Regions from separate parts of the Bombyx mori genome. Here region 1 is linked to region 2. Evidence: chromatin contacts called from public Hi-C data. All regions are on one chromosome and are shown on one strand. Each heading gives the region's core, a stretch centred on a gene start, on an enhancer-like site or on the middle of the called end of the contact. The rest is flanking DNA. Distances are from core to core; before and after follow the strand shown.

Region 1 (6,463 bases), core at 3,016-5,515, 47 kb before region 2:
CTGTTTAAACTCAGACGAGCTGTGAGATTTTGTACTGTTTCAATGAAAGTAAAAATTATATTAAAATTTCGTGTTGACAAAACACAATAACATAAACTGGTAGGTACCACCATCCTACCTGTAGCTACCGCGCAGTAATTATACGCCTCAACCACTCAAGAGAAGGTAGACTGCAACAGAATGCAGGCAACTCAACTACACAAGAGAAGGTAGACTACAACAGACTGCAAAGGTAGACAATTTAGACTAGCAGTAACAACAGTAGCTCACGATAATGCAAAACAGAAAAAATTTAAAATGATCGATCATAATTTATTATTACCTACCATCATTCATTTAATTTCGATATGGTAATGTTATGCAAAAATGTATATTTCTTTCTTTATTTCTAACATGTCCGTGCATAAAATTTTTTTTTTTTGAGACGATATTATTATTATTAGCCCGAAGGACTGTCCATTAACCAGGATGGATGGGCAAACTCGCGGACTCTACCGGGATGGGAGTCAATTATTATGACCCACAGTACCTCACCGTCATACCTGAAAATAAATAAAAAAATATGTTAAAAGAATGAAACAATAAGATCTAATAGTCCCACACTATGGTTACCCTAGAAAGAAAAAACGTATTTTTCAAATCATATTTCATAAATATCATTTCATCTGTACTCATGATTTTTAAAGTGTAGGTACCATTAATAAAGGAAGAGGTTGTCACTTAAAAAAATAAGATTTTTATTGTCATAAACAAAATTCACACCGGTCCCTGAAACTTTATTAAAAATGATATTCAAATTATTGAATCCCTTGAAAACTGCTTCAAAGGGCAAGAATAATTGATGATTATTGGTAGTAGAGTTGTTTCTTTTCCAACTTTGTACAATCATTATTCATTTATTATGGTACCGGACCGGCGCAAATACCATTACAATAAAGCAGTTTCTGCAAAATGTTTCCAAAATGTAGTGCAATCAATAATCAGAAGTGTGTAACCGTCTGAAGAACTCTCTATCCCTCTCACACATCCAGCCTAGCCGTAACGTCATACATATGCTTTGTCTATATTATTGTGTTTGTTAATCACTCAAGATCGGAAATTTTTCTAAATTATTTATAGACATGAATTTATTTTTTCTAAATTTCATACAATAACCTTTTTTTAAGTCAACTAATTTGAGACAATAGTCCTTAATAAACAATAATCTGTAATTGGAATACCAATATTTATAGTAGAGATCTTCCATTCATATATTGAATTACTAGATTGCGAAACATTAAATATCGATATAAAAATCACAAGTGTTTATCACAAAACCCAAAGCCTACGCATCAAGTAGCTAAACATATTAATCTCGGTGAGTGGTGCCCTTTTTCACCCTCACGGGCCAGTCAACTCGAAACAGTGCTTCGCGATGTGTGAAATAATATACAAGAACAGACTCGACTTTTGTTTTGAATTTATATATCTATATATTATTACGTGAAGCAAAAACTTTGTATCCCTTTTTAAGAAAATTGCGCGGACGGAGGAGTGTGAAATTTTCCACATTTATAGAGAATACAGAGAAGAAGTGCACAATGCTAATATTTTTTAAAATAATGCATAAAAGATACATTAAATCAATAAAGAAAACATTACACACACTACATACCATGTATTTGACGCACACACGCATGCATACTATTTATTGTCAAACTATTGTTCTTGACGTCTGTGGTCAAACTGAGAATAGATTAAATATTGTTTGTCTTAATTAATATTTTTTAATAGTGTAGCCTTGGCGAAATTTGTGATTATAGAAGTATAAAATACAACCATAACAGTGTACAAACTTACAATTCCAATTAATTATAGTCGAATTTCGACTACTGTGGGACCTCTAGTTATATAAAATGTATACAAGTAACACGACATTCTTAATATTGTTTCTACTCGTATATTACTCGTAACTACAGATATGTTACATAAACAGCCTTTGTTGGTATGATAAGCCATGCCATGACAACCATGCCTATTTGTGACGCGAACCAGTCGCTCGTTCTGGTCTCAAGTGTGGGATAGTCGCAATGATATATACCACGGAATGATTATTTATCTATTCCGTGATATATACATATATATTATGTATGTTCATTAGATGTTCATACATTACAGGCTATGATCTCATCTACAATGATGGGCAGTATTCGCGTTATCATATCTATGAGCTTCGGTAACCACGTAATAGCAGTGGGCTGTCATTTTGTCTACTCTTCTATGCTAAAAACATGAATAATATGGCCGCAATGAAAGTGAAAGATTTTTTTCTTCATAAAATAATATTTCAATATAATTTTCGTTTTGACTGTACCTTACCTGTCACGTGCGGCTTTTCATTTTCATTTTATTTTAATACATAATTACCGAGGTCTTTTTTTCCTTGAAATTCCTTTTGTAAGCACTTACTGCTTAAATTACTCGAACATCGCTGCTCGTTTAAGAAGAAAAATAACTTGGGAAACATTTTTTATTCGCTGTCAAATAAAATATTTTGGATGAGTTCTGAAGAAAATATAAATTCAATTTCCGTGCAATTTATTTTGAAGATATTTTTATTACGGTCATAACATTAATAGAAGATGTTCTTTGATGTTCATGGATTACAGTCGTTGGCAAAGGTATGTCTAACATAAGATTAGATTTCAAATGGTGGTCTGGTTTAGTATTAGTAACTTCTTCTGATCAACACGATTTATCAGTTGAGTGAGGATTACACTTTTTTTAGATTGTCCATAGTATACCTATCAGAGGAAGGCGATCATCACCCTCTTCTTTTTCAAGAGTTCATTTAGCATGAGTTTTACGACGGCCGCCTGTTTGACATCAACCTTCCTTGAGTTATATCTCCAGTGATATATTCATTGCAATGTGCCAAATGGGACTTACCCATTTTCTTTATTTGGTTTTTCTTTTACTTCATCCGTTTTAGTTCTATGATTTTCATTTTACTTTACATTAATAATTAATTAATACATTACATTAACACATTTAGATTTTCAAATACTAAAAAGATAAAATTTCACATTTCGTTCACGTTTCGTTTTACTGAATTCCGGTCCCCACCATCCATAGACATTGACCATACGCTACTAATCTTAAAATATTCTCCTCGCTTGGTGACTTATATCCCCTAGGCCATTTAAGAATCGGCATACTGTTTTGTTTTTTTTTAAATTCGGTTCAGAAATTTTTTTTTTTTTTAATTGCATAGATGGATGGTCGAGCTCATAGCCCACTTTGTGTTTTTTTTTATTGCTTAGATGGCTGAACGAGCTCACAGCCCACCTGGTGTTAAGTGGTTATACGTAGGTTTAGTGGTAATAGGCAGGGTGGTTGCACCCACCCGCGCGGACTCACAAGAGGTCCTACCACCAGTAATTATTCTTAAACAATAGCTTTAAATAGACATTAGCGATACCCAGACCCAAACAAATACATTTGAAATAGGCTTTAATGTTTAGGTTAATTTTCACGCAACCTAAGCCCCGAGTGCTTCAAACGATTCGATCCGACTGAAGCTCGAATAACCTTAGGCTAAATAACTTTGAATTTGACTTGGAAATCTGAGCAAGTTAAATTAATTTGTTCTCGAAACCGAAAGGAGTTCTATTTGTGGTAAGGCTCTGATTACATTTTAGATTATTGGTGATTGTAAATTTTGAATAGCTATTTAAATAAGCTTTAATAAATATATTGAGTTAAATTACTGTATTAAATTTAAAATTATGTTTTACAATAAAGGCAATGTTGACATTAAAGGTTTTTGGTTGTTTTATTTAAAATAACAGATTTATTTATTTATTTGTAGTATTGGTAAACACAACCGTTCTGGTATTAAGCGGCTAGAACGGTCTAAAAATACTACAATGAAAGTTCTCTATCTTGGACACATGAAGAATACGACGTTCATTGTTTTAGAAATAAAGGTAAGAAATTTTATTAATGAGATTTGTGATATGAAATTTATATCGTTTTCTATTTTTAAAAAAAACTATGTACAATACCATACCATACCCAATACCAAATAAAGAAAATAATGTAAGTTTATGGCCAAAAATGGCCTAAATTTGTTAGTCTCTTACGATACATGTATTTCATGCACCTTGAACTAAAACGAATGATTACCGCGCGGCTGAAAAAAGCAGAACTATGTGACTACCGGATGCCAACACACAACACTATACCAGTGGCGTACTAGTATAGGACGAGGAAGGAAAATCAAATGAGGCAGAGTATGACAAGTTTTGGAAAAATTATGTACCACATGTTATGTACTTTGTGAGCGTCATGCCCTAGTAAGGACAAAGGTGAATAACTTTGACAATGGTTACCCGATTTAAGATGTCTATAGGCTCTTACATAATATGGAGAAGTAGAGGACAGGAAATTGTTAAAAAACGATCCCAAGGTATGTAGCGTCAAGCAATAATTTTTCTAGACCTTTAGCTCTTATTTTTCTAGCTTGTAGCAATGGCTATTAATGGAATAATAAAATGAATATTGGTCAGATAACATTATCTTAATGACAAAATCATTAAAAAACTAATCACGGTGTGTATATTTGCACATCTCTGAACATGTCTGATTCAATTCAAAATAAATATTAAATAGACGCATGCCATTCCGATCACGCTTTAGTACATGCGTGACCTTCGCTAGGGTATCGGGTAGGGCTGACTGACACTACGTAACATCAGTACCTACCTTTATATGCAATCTATCAAAACTTGAAATGTATTGCGAGAATCGATAGCCTTTTTATTTGGAACGACATTTGTGAAAATTTAACTAAAATTGATGATCTGCAGCGTATGATTTGTGTGTGATGTGTCTAAATCTTGTGTTATGTCCTCTCTTTACAAAGTCAAAAGTTATAACCCTATAAATTATCGGGCAAGCTTGGTTTCTGTAAAAGGATTTCTTTTGTCTTCACGCTCAATAACGTTTTCTGATTAAACTTTGTGAGTAACAACAGCTTCAGCATTTCGATAAGTCGGGGTTAACGTAACTACTTACGTTCGTAATTCACGAGTTCGTACGATTTCTTTAACGAATTTTCAAGTTAAAAAAGATTTATTGACTCTTCGGACATGATCTTTTGGTTGAATTGCAGCTTCAAATAATTTCAACACGTTCAATTCCCTTCACGACGTAGATATTTGTTAAATAGCGTTTTTTATAATCCATTTGGATTATATAGCTCCATTTTTCTTTAAATTAATTCAAAAATCCTGTTGTTTTTTTTTTGGCAATCAATTTTAGGCAGTTACCAAAATCCGAGCTATTGTGGTAAAATGCGTAAAGAAAAAAGATTTGTAATGTTTTATAACCTATTTATGCCCATACAAAGCGAATAACAAAACTCTAGCAATTTATTTCCCAATCAAAATAACAGTATCATTTTATTCTTCGGACGTTTATCCATTAAATACGTGTGCGTGCTTATTTTGTACACAACCACAACGGTGGCGATATTCACTGGCCGTAACTAATGAGAGACAAAACCCCTCCCAATGTCAACCTCAAGTAAATGCGTAGAAACACATAACGAATGAATAGTTGGCGGGCCACAGCCCACTTAGCAAATTAGTTTGACAAAAGATAAATTTCAAGCGGCTCTGTCGTATCGGCTTCATTCACATTTTTACTCTTGTATTTACACTTACTTGCACTATGTAGTACATACCATGTTGTAATTTCATGAGGCTTGCAAATCGGTCAACTGTATCGTCCACCCTAGAAATGTATTAAAACCTCTTTATACAGTATACACAATGGAACATCGAACTCCCGGCATCGACTTGTAATTTATGAAGCCATGTTTTCTATTTCCGTCGCCGGTACATCGGCCCTAGGTTCGAGTCGTGAATATTTAACGATCATGGCGTTTCATACAAATCATCTGAACGCTTCCTAGGAACTGAAATAGACGTTTCGTTCGTATTGTGACGTCCTGTTTATTTATTAGTCACAAGACTCAAGAGGTCGGTACAACCAATATATTTTATAAACGGCTTTTTCTTCAGGATTTATCTCCATTTTAACATTCGTGGGCTACGTTTACTCAATAAACAAAAACCCCGGTTGCCCTGAGTGAGACTATAGTAAATATTTTTACAGTTGACTTATCACTGTACTTTTTTATAACGTTCTCACCCCATTTCGTTCAGGAACGAGTTTGTTCAAACTAACTAATTTTTAGAGCTAGACCGCGATGTAGTTTAGCAAATTACCTAGACAGGAGGATCGCCTGGCTTCAATCTGTAGTAGTAGTGGTTTGTCATATTTTAGCTACGAGAGCTCCACATCACGTAAAAAGGCACTTACTTTCTGAAGCCTATCGGATGTCGGCACGCTAGCATTTACTCTATCGGATACCGATTACTTAACCCTACAGAGATTTGTGATCGAGGCCCCATCT
Region 2 (7,236 bases), core at 3,907-6,406:
GACAAACAGTGCCAACTGGTAGAAGTTAGTGGGCGAAACAAAATAATTTCCACGACCTCAATAATAAAGATTATTTTAGATGAATTTTCAACTCATCCGAACACATTGGTAAAAAAGAGGAGCTTAGTGTAGACATTAAATTAATAACCATAAATTTATTTCATGTGTCATTTTTAAGATAACAAATTCATTTAACCGCAATGTTAACTTAAGGCGGATTACTCATCAAGCTTATTTTATGTACATGACGGCGCCAGGAATGGCTGAGCAGCAGTTCCGTCATCATTTGTATTCGGTGGAACTGAGTTTATTGCAATAAAGGTCAATACAGTCTTTTGTATAATAATTACTAAAACTCTCAACAAATAATTTTCACAATGACAGAATAAACCGATAGTTTCGTTCTGACTGATCCGACTCTTTTGTTAGTATTGAGGGATTGCTGGTGGCCCAAAGGCCTTTCCAGTTTCACCAGGACAGGTGGACTAGCAGGGGCTCAGTCAGGATGACCCGACTTTATATACTCTGGCATTACGGCGTCTACCTACCCTACATTTTTTGATATTTATCAAAACAATCTTATCATTTAAAGAACAATCAAAACAATATCTTAATATTACTTAACTGGTCTCCCACGACATAGAAAAATTTACTAATAAAACGATGAAAGTTTAAAAAATTAGATCACAATAATCTATTACGTAGTTTACGTGACTACCGAATACAAATGTTAATTTAAATAAACACATGATATAAAAAAAAAACATATACAAAGATATAACCATAATAAAACAGCGATAGCGTCAAACTAACGCTAATGACGTTAATGAGATGTCCAATAAATCAACCGAAACAGCTGCTAAACAATAACAAACATACAGGTTAGAGAAACATCCAAGGCGTGGATACAACAGAACTTCTTCTATAAATAGTCGGGTCAGTTCAGATGCACTAGTGAATTATGAGAGCGGTTCCCATAAACAACCCGAAATTATTAATAATAATAAGTTATAAATATACGTAACAACATGGATGCCGAAAACATTATAAAAATACGTTTTTCAACGTCTCCTCGCTGAAGCCAGCGGTAACAGAACAGTATAAAAATAATGACTTGCTTGCCTTAAAACTGAACTATTATTCTAATTGAAATAATTTAACTTTGGCTATTATGCAAATAATTGGTTTTAATTATGAAATGCGCTTGTTGGTGGTCAGAAAAAAAAGAATGCATACCTAGGCGATCATTGAAGATTTAAATTACTTATGAAATTTCAAAAAAAAACAGTACATACCGACATAAAACATTACATGTTGAAGTCGTCGTGGCCTAAAGGATAAGACGTCCGGTGCATTCGTATCTAGCGATGCAACTGTGTTCGAGGCACCGCAGGCGGGTACCAATTTTTCCAATGAAATACGTACTTCACAAATGTTCACGATTGACTTCCACGATGAAGGAATAACATCGTGTAATAAAAATCAAACCCGCAAAATTATAATTTGCGTAATTACTGGTGGTAGGACCTCTTGTGAGTCCGCACGTGTAGGTACCAACGCCCTGCTTATTTCTGCCGTGAAACAGTAATCCGTTTCGGTTTGAAGGGTGGGGCAGCCGTTGTAACTATACTGAGACCTTAGAGCTTATATCTCCAGGTGGGTGGCGCATTTACGTTGTAGATTTCTATGGGCCCCAGTAACCACTTAACAACAGGTGGACTGTGAGCTCGTCCACCCTTATATGCAATAAAAAAATCAATAGTGTTCTCATATGAAACAAATGAAACCTTTATTTTCAAAGGAATATATGTACATACTACTTTAGATACTAAATACTACAAATTCTTCATATTAATCAACTCCTCTGACTCATTGCGCATAATGAATAAGAAAAAACGTTATGTAAAAATTCGGTCAGACGTTTGTTCTGATGTAATATGTAAATTAAATTTAAAGAACATTGCTAAGATAAGATAATCATACAACGCATGTTAATTGACTATAAAGTCAAGTTCAAAAATTTCGACGACTCTTATTATAATTTCAAATCAGAAAGACAGCACTTTATTTGTTTACATAAGCTATTAACAATGTATACATAAAAACGCGACTTTCAGAAATACCATTTTTCATTACATGTCTAGTGTGCTTAGTGCGAGTTTCGTAACGTTCTCGATAGCGTACAAGTTAACTTAAAATTGTGTGTAGTTGGAACAGCGCGCCCCCTTTTTTTTTGTCAGGGGGAAATCGCCGGACTTCCGCCCTCCCCTGGGGATGAAGGGCGGGGCATGTCGGAGTCGAACTGACTAAAACCTCCTGTCGCTCAACAACCCGCGTCCGAACATCGCATGAGACAGAACCCATGAAATGGCAAAGGGAGGAAAGTGAAGCGTTTAATGCGGAGCACATCTCTCCCATCACCCTCCCCCTCGGGACGCCGAACCGGCGGTCGTCGGCGCCACGACCACCAGCCCTCTCGATCGGCAGGCTATCCGGAGCCCGCCTAGATGGCGCCGGTTAGAATGGGTTATCCTACGGAATACCCCGCTGGGTCAAAACCAGCGTGGGTCGAGGATAGCCGGCCTTCCATCACCCGAATGCTCTTGCGTAAAACGCGTGCAGAGCAGCTTGCACGTCGTCTTCTTAGGCCCCTTTGCCGGTCCCCAGACCGACATGTGAAGGGGACCCGAAACACTTAGAGGGCCAGGGCTTGGGCGATATCCGCCTCCCTGGCCCCCGCTCGACGGCGGCGGGCTTGCGCGTCTCTCACGCACCCTGCCGCCTCCTGAACAGCGCCCCTAGCGGTAAACGTAGGCAAACGATCCAACTCCATACAAATTTGAGTTAAGTTTTACGCTATAGAGAACGTTAAAAAACTCTCACTAAGCACAAAGTTTCAAACTTATGATACGGTTTAACGAGAAGCATATTTTAAACCGTGCCTACCATGTTCAAAATTTATTTCATTTATGTTAGAAGACTTACGCAGTATGTAACTTGAGCCCGCGTCATCAATCGAGTGATACGAGAAACGACCTCGGTTTATCAATGTCTTTGTACAATGGTTGAGTTATTCCAAACTGTAATGCGACTTCTATCTCTGTCATTGTGTTTACAAATGAGAATATTACGTTAGACTATTAGTAATTTGTTCAATACAAAAAAAAAAAATTCACTATGATACATTTTTGGAAATGTTTTTTTTTTTTTTGTAAACGGATAAGAAATTTCCACACAGAATAACAGTAGCACACAAAGAATTGTGTTTATCAATATTGTATGAACCAATTCCACAGCTTCAAACTCTCATTCTCATATTCCAAAGAAATTTGTTGCGGCCGGCTTCTTCTTAAAACAAGAACATAAGTATAAAAAACCAGATCTTTACTATTGATTTAATATTACTACAATTCTTCTACCCATATTATACACCATTTTAGGTTGTAATTATATATTGGTTAGCGATGGTCAAATCTAGTGTTTGTTATTGTTTATTATTTAAAAGCATAATTGGATAATACCCACACAGAGCAGAGATGTTGGGATTGGCATCCAGATTGAAGTCGTGGTGTGGTAAGATAGGTGTAAATAAAAAAAATCTATAAATTTTTTTGGAAGATTTATGAAAACTATGATTGTTGATCTTGGAACGTGGGGACTTTCTTAAGTCCCAGTACTCTTACTAGGGTTGGTCTTTCAACGACTTTTCCTGGGGATATAGCGAACCAGCTCGTCTTATCTGGGTAGGATCTCCATGCATTACACGTACACGATACTTCAAATGAAATGTAAACTAGTAAACAATTGCGATATAGTGAGTTATTATCTTAGTACAAATAATAATAGGTTTTTCATAAGCTTGTAACAACGTCTATTAAACTCATTTACACTTCTAAACACTTGTATTTGATGAGACTATATTTAAGATAACTTCTATTGGATGAAAATAAATTCCCAACGTATTTTTATTCTAAACTAGCTGACCCGGCAGACTTCGTAGTGCCTCAATCGATAAATAAAAAACCTAAGCTTTTGTATAAAATAAACTTAAAACAAACAAAAGGAATCCGTCCGATGGGGGACACATCAAAGGGAAAACACTATTGTTATTTTTATTTAATTCCGAGCATTTTCATATTTGTCTACATTTTAAACCTTCTCTGAACTTCCACAAATAATTCAAGACCAAAATTAGCCAAATCGGTCCAGCCGTTCTCGAGTTTTAGCAAGACTAACGAACAGCAATTCATTTTTATACATAGAGATTCCAGCAAATTGACTTTATTCATCAATTATAAATATCGGAAACATTAAATCAGGACCTAAACAAAACCGTGGTTCGACCGTCCGCGTTTGTTGTTCTAAAGCCGTTAACGGTACCGAAATATGAGGCCGCAGTGAAATTGCTGTTTCGATACAATGAACTAAATCTACGTGTAAAGTAGGTAATTACCTTTTATTATCATTGTAACTATAAACTGCTACTAGAGTTCTATTTGATACTATAACATTTTTTAAGGGATAAAATGAGAACGAATTTTTATTGCTCGAACATTCTGATTCATTTGTTTTGTGTTTTTATTGCGAATGATATAACGTTTTCTTAGAAATATTCCTTTCATTGCGATGCCATGTAGCCAGACTTGTTTTCCTTACTGTGTAACATTCATGGGTGACTAATACTTTTCAGCTACTCGATGACCAACACTTTGTACATCTCTAGTGAAACTTCAGGTTCAATAATACTTTTGAAAGTCAGATTTCATCGAATAATGTCTAGTTTTCTTGCTTAAGCATTTTCGGCAACGATATTTCTTGTTACAGATAATTTAGTGTTCCAAGGTCACGAACGGCACGGTTGGACTCCTGATATTGCCAATGTCCACGAGCGACTGTGAACTATTTAGCAAGTACGCGACAAGTCATCTACTACCGCTAACAAAAAAAGAAGCACAGTAATACCTACTAAATAAGGCGCGATAAATGAATGAAATTTGAACAGATATTTATAATATTTTTAGAGCATCGAATCATAGAAATACTTCTGGAAACGTTTGCATCAAACGATAATATTTTATGACATGCTAAAGCAAAACAATGCGGTGCGATAGGTTTTACAATGTTCTCCGTAACATCGAACATCTGCCACGCATCTGGAGAACGTCAGCGGCGTGTTAGTAGTACATCACAGAGTTGTTCTCATAGTATCGAATGATACTACAACGTGAATGATTGACGTTTCGCGGCCTCTCCTATCACTGAAAACGGATTCCCTTGACACCAATACGAATTAGCCGGGAAATGAATATAGCATTTATCTATTAGCTTAATTATTATATTTATTGAAGATTAATAAATATCGTATCGATAAACTGAATCATATTATGTCTTTACACGAACAATCATTACTGTACCTCTAGTAACTCTCCAAATTAAACAATCCTAGTATTTCCTTTTTCGATTATTTCGTTTTCCTAAAATACGAAAATATGTATACTGATTACAACAGTACGTCTACTTATCGCCATAGAAGACGACGGATGACGAACGAACGAAGAATTTAGAGCAACTGTTGACCGATACGCTGTCAAATCTTTCTGGACCCGTCGCTAGGTTATATTCAGTTATTATTGGACGTTCCAACGTATTCAAGTTTAAACGTTAATCTCTAGGGTAATAATCATATTTTTGATCAACAAATATTTGGCATTCAGAACATCTTGACGATAGATTATTATTGTACATTTCATTTTTTCAATTCGCATAAACGATCCTATTTTAAATTGTGTAAGCCTATGAATATGTTTACGCATACACTATAGGAAGTCGTCGGATGCGGAAGGCGGAGGACCGCATTATGTGGAAGGCATTGGGGAAGGCCTATGTCCAGCAGTGGGCAGATAAAGGCTGATGATGATGATGATGATACACTATATTATCTGCGAAAGTCTAATCTGGCAATTCTTTATACACATGAGATTTCGAACACATGTTTTATGGTAAGTTATGGGCGGCGGTAGCATTCTTTTTATGATTTATATATTTAAATCAATGAGTGGTCGTCACACTTTTCTGGTCAAGGGCCACATAGGACAATGTGAGGTATCACTGCGGGCCACACATTTTTGAACTGTTTAATTGACTGCCAGTCAATTGACATATTTAATATCAAGTGTCAAGAGGCGATTGTCCCATAGATAAATCAATTAAGGTAAAAGCACTAATGCTAGACACTTTAAGGACAAATCAAACTTCATTCTCAGTTATCAAATGTATTTATCAAAAATTATATTAAATAAATTTTTTTACTGTTAGAGCAACATTTAGAGATCAATTTTTTCATATAAAATATTTCAATACTTTTGTAGTATCTACAAAAAAATACAAACTTGTTAGTTTTGCCATAGACACTAAAAGATGACAGCATCGAAAATCAAATCCACCAAAAATTGACATCAGTTGGCACTAATAATAGACACGACTTTAACGTTAATTTTATTATAAACAATTATAATCAATCTTAAGATCATCAACTATTTTCTTAACGCTATCTTATAAATTATCTTTTCCTATTGGAAACCCTTGTTTGACCATAGCTTTTACCCATGTTACGAGTATTTTTTCTATATCTTCGGTTAAATAACAACTTCTTCCCATTTTACGCATAATAGGTGTCTTTCCCTTGGCTTTATTTAATAAAGTTACTCGTGGAACTCCAAATTTATTTGCCGCAGTAGCTGTCGGAACGCCCCGCCTCATACTCTGGACCAGGAAGGTCAAGTATTTGGGAGTCACCCTGGATGCATCCATGACATTCCGCCCACATATAAAATCAGTCCGCGACCGTGCCGCTTTTATTCTCGGCAGACTTTACCCCATGATCTGTAAGCGGAGTAAAATGTCCCTTCGGAACAAGGTGACTCTTTACAAAGCTTACATAAGGCCGGTCATGACTTACGCGAGTGTGGTGTTTGCTCACGCGGCCCGCACACACATAGACACCCTCCAATCCCTACAATCTCGTTTTTGCAGGTTAGCAGTCGGAGCCCCGTGGTTCGTGAGGAACGTCGACTTACACGACGACTTAGACCTCGAACCGATCAGAAAATACATGAAGTCCGCGTCGGAACGTTACTTCGATAAGGCAATGCGTCATGGTAATCGCCTTATCGTTGCCGCCGCTGACTACTCCCCGAATCCTGACCACGCAGGAGCCAGTCACCGTCGTCGCCCTAG

Evidence for each region. A called contact is a pair of places that touch in the nucleus more often than the background predicts.
Region 1: a contact with region 2 is called in a Hi-C map of whole pupa, with 1.6 times the contacts expected there. The contact joins two enhancer-like sites. A contact is called at or near these places in 3 of 7 Hi-C or Micro-C datasets (midgut and whole pupa).

What each region holds. Positions count from the first base shown.
Region 1 is chr25:9,190,408-9,196,870 of ASM3026992v2, reverse strand. The region is part of intron 1 of LOC101741609 (phosphofurin acidic cluster sorting protein 1); the gene reads right to left. Among protein-coding and RNA genes, the nearest start is that of LOC733118, 26 kb to the left of the region's middle. Within about 2 kb of position 4,265, at least 5 of the 8 cell types and tissues checked have open chromatin away from gene starts, as enhancers often do.
Region 2 is chr25:9,143,746-9,150,981 of ASM3026992v2, reverse strand. All of the region lies in intron 1 of LOC101741609 (phosphofurin acidic cluster sorting protein 1), which reads right to left. Among protein-coding and RNA genes, the nearest start is that of LOC101741609, 11 kb to the right of the region's middle. Within about 2 kb of position 5,156, at least 4 of the 8 cell types and tissues checked have open chromatin away from gene starts, as enhancers often do.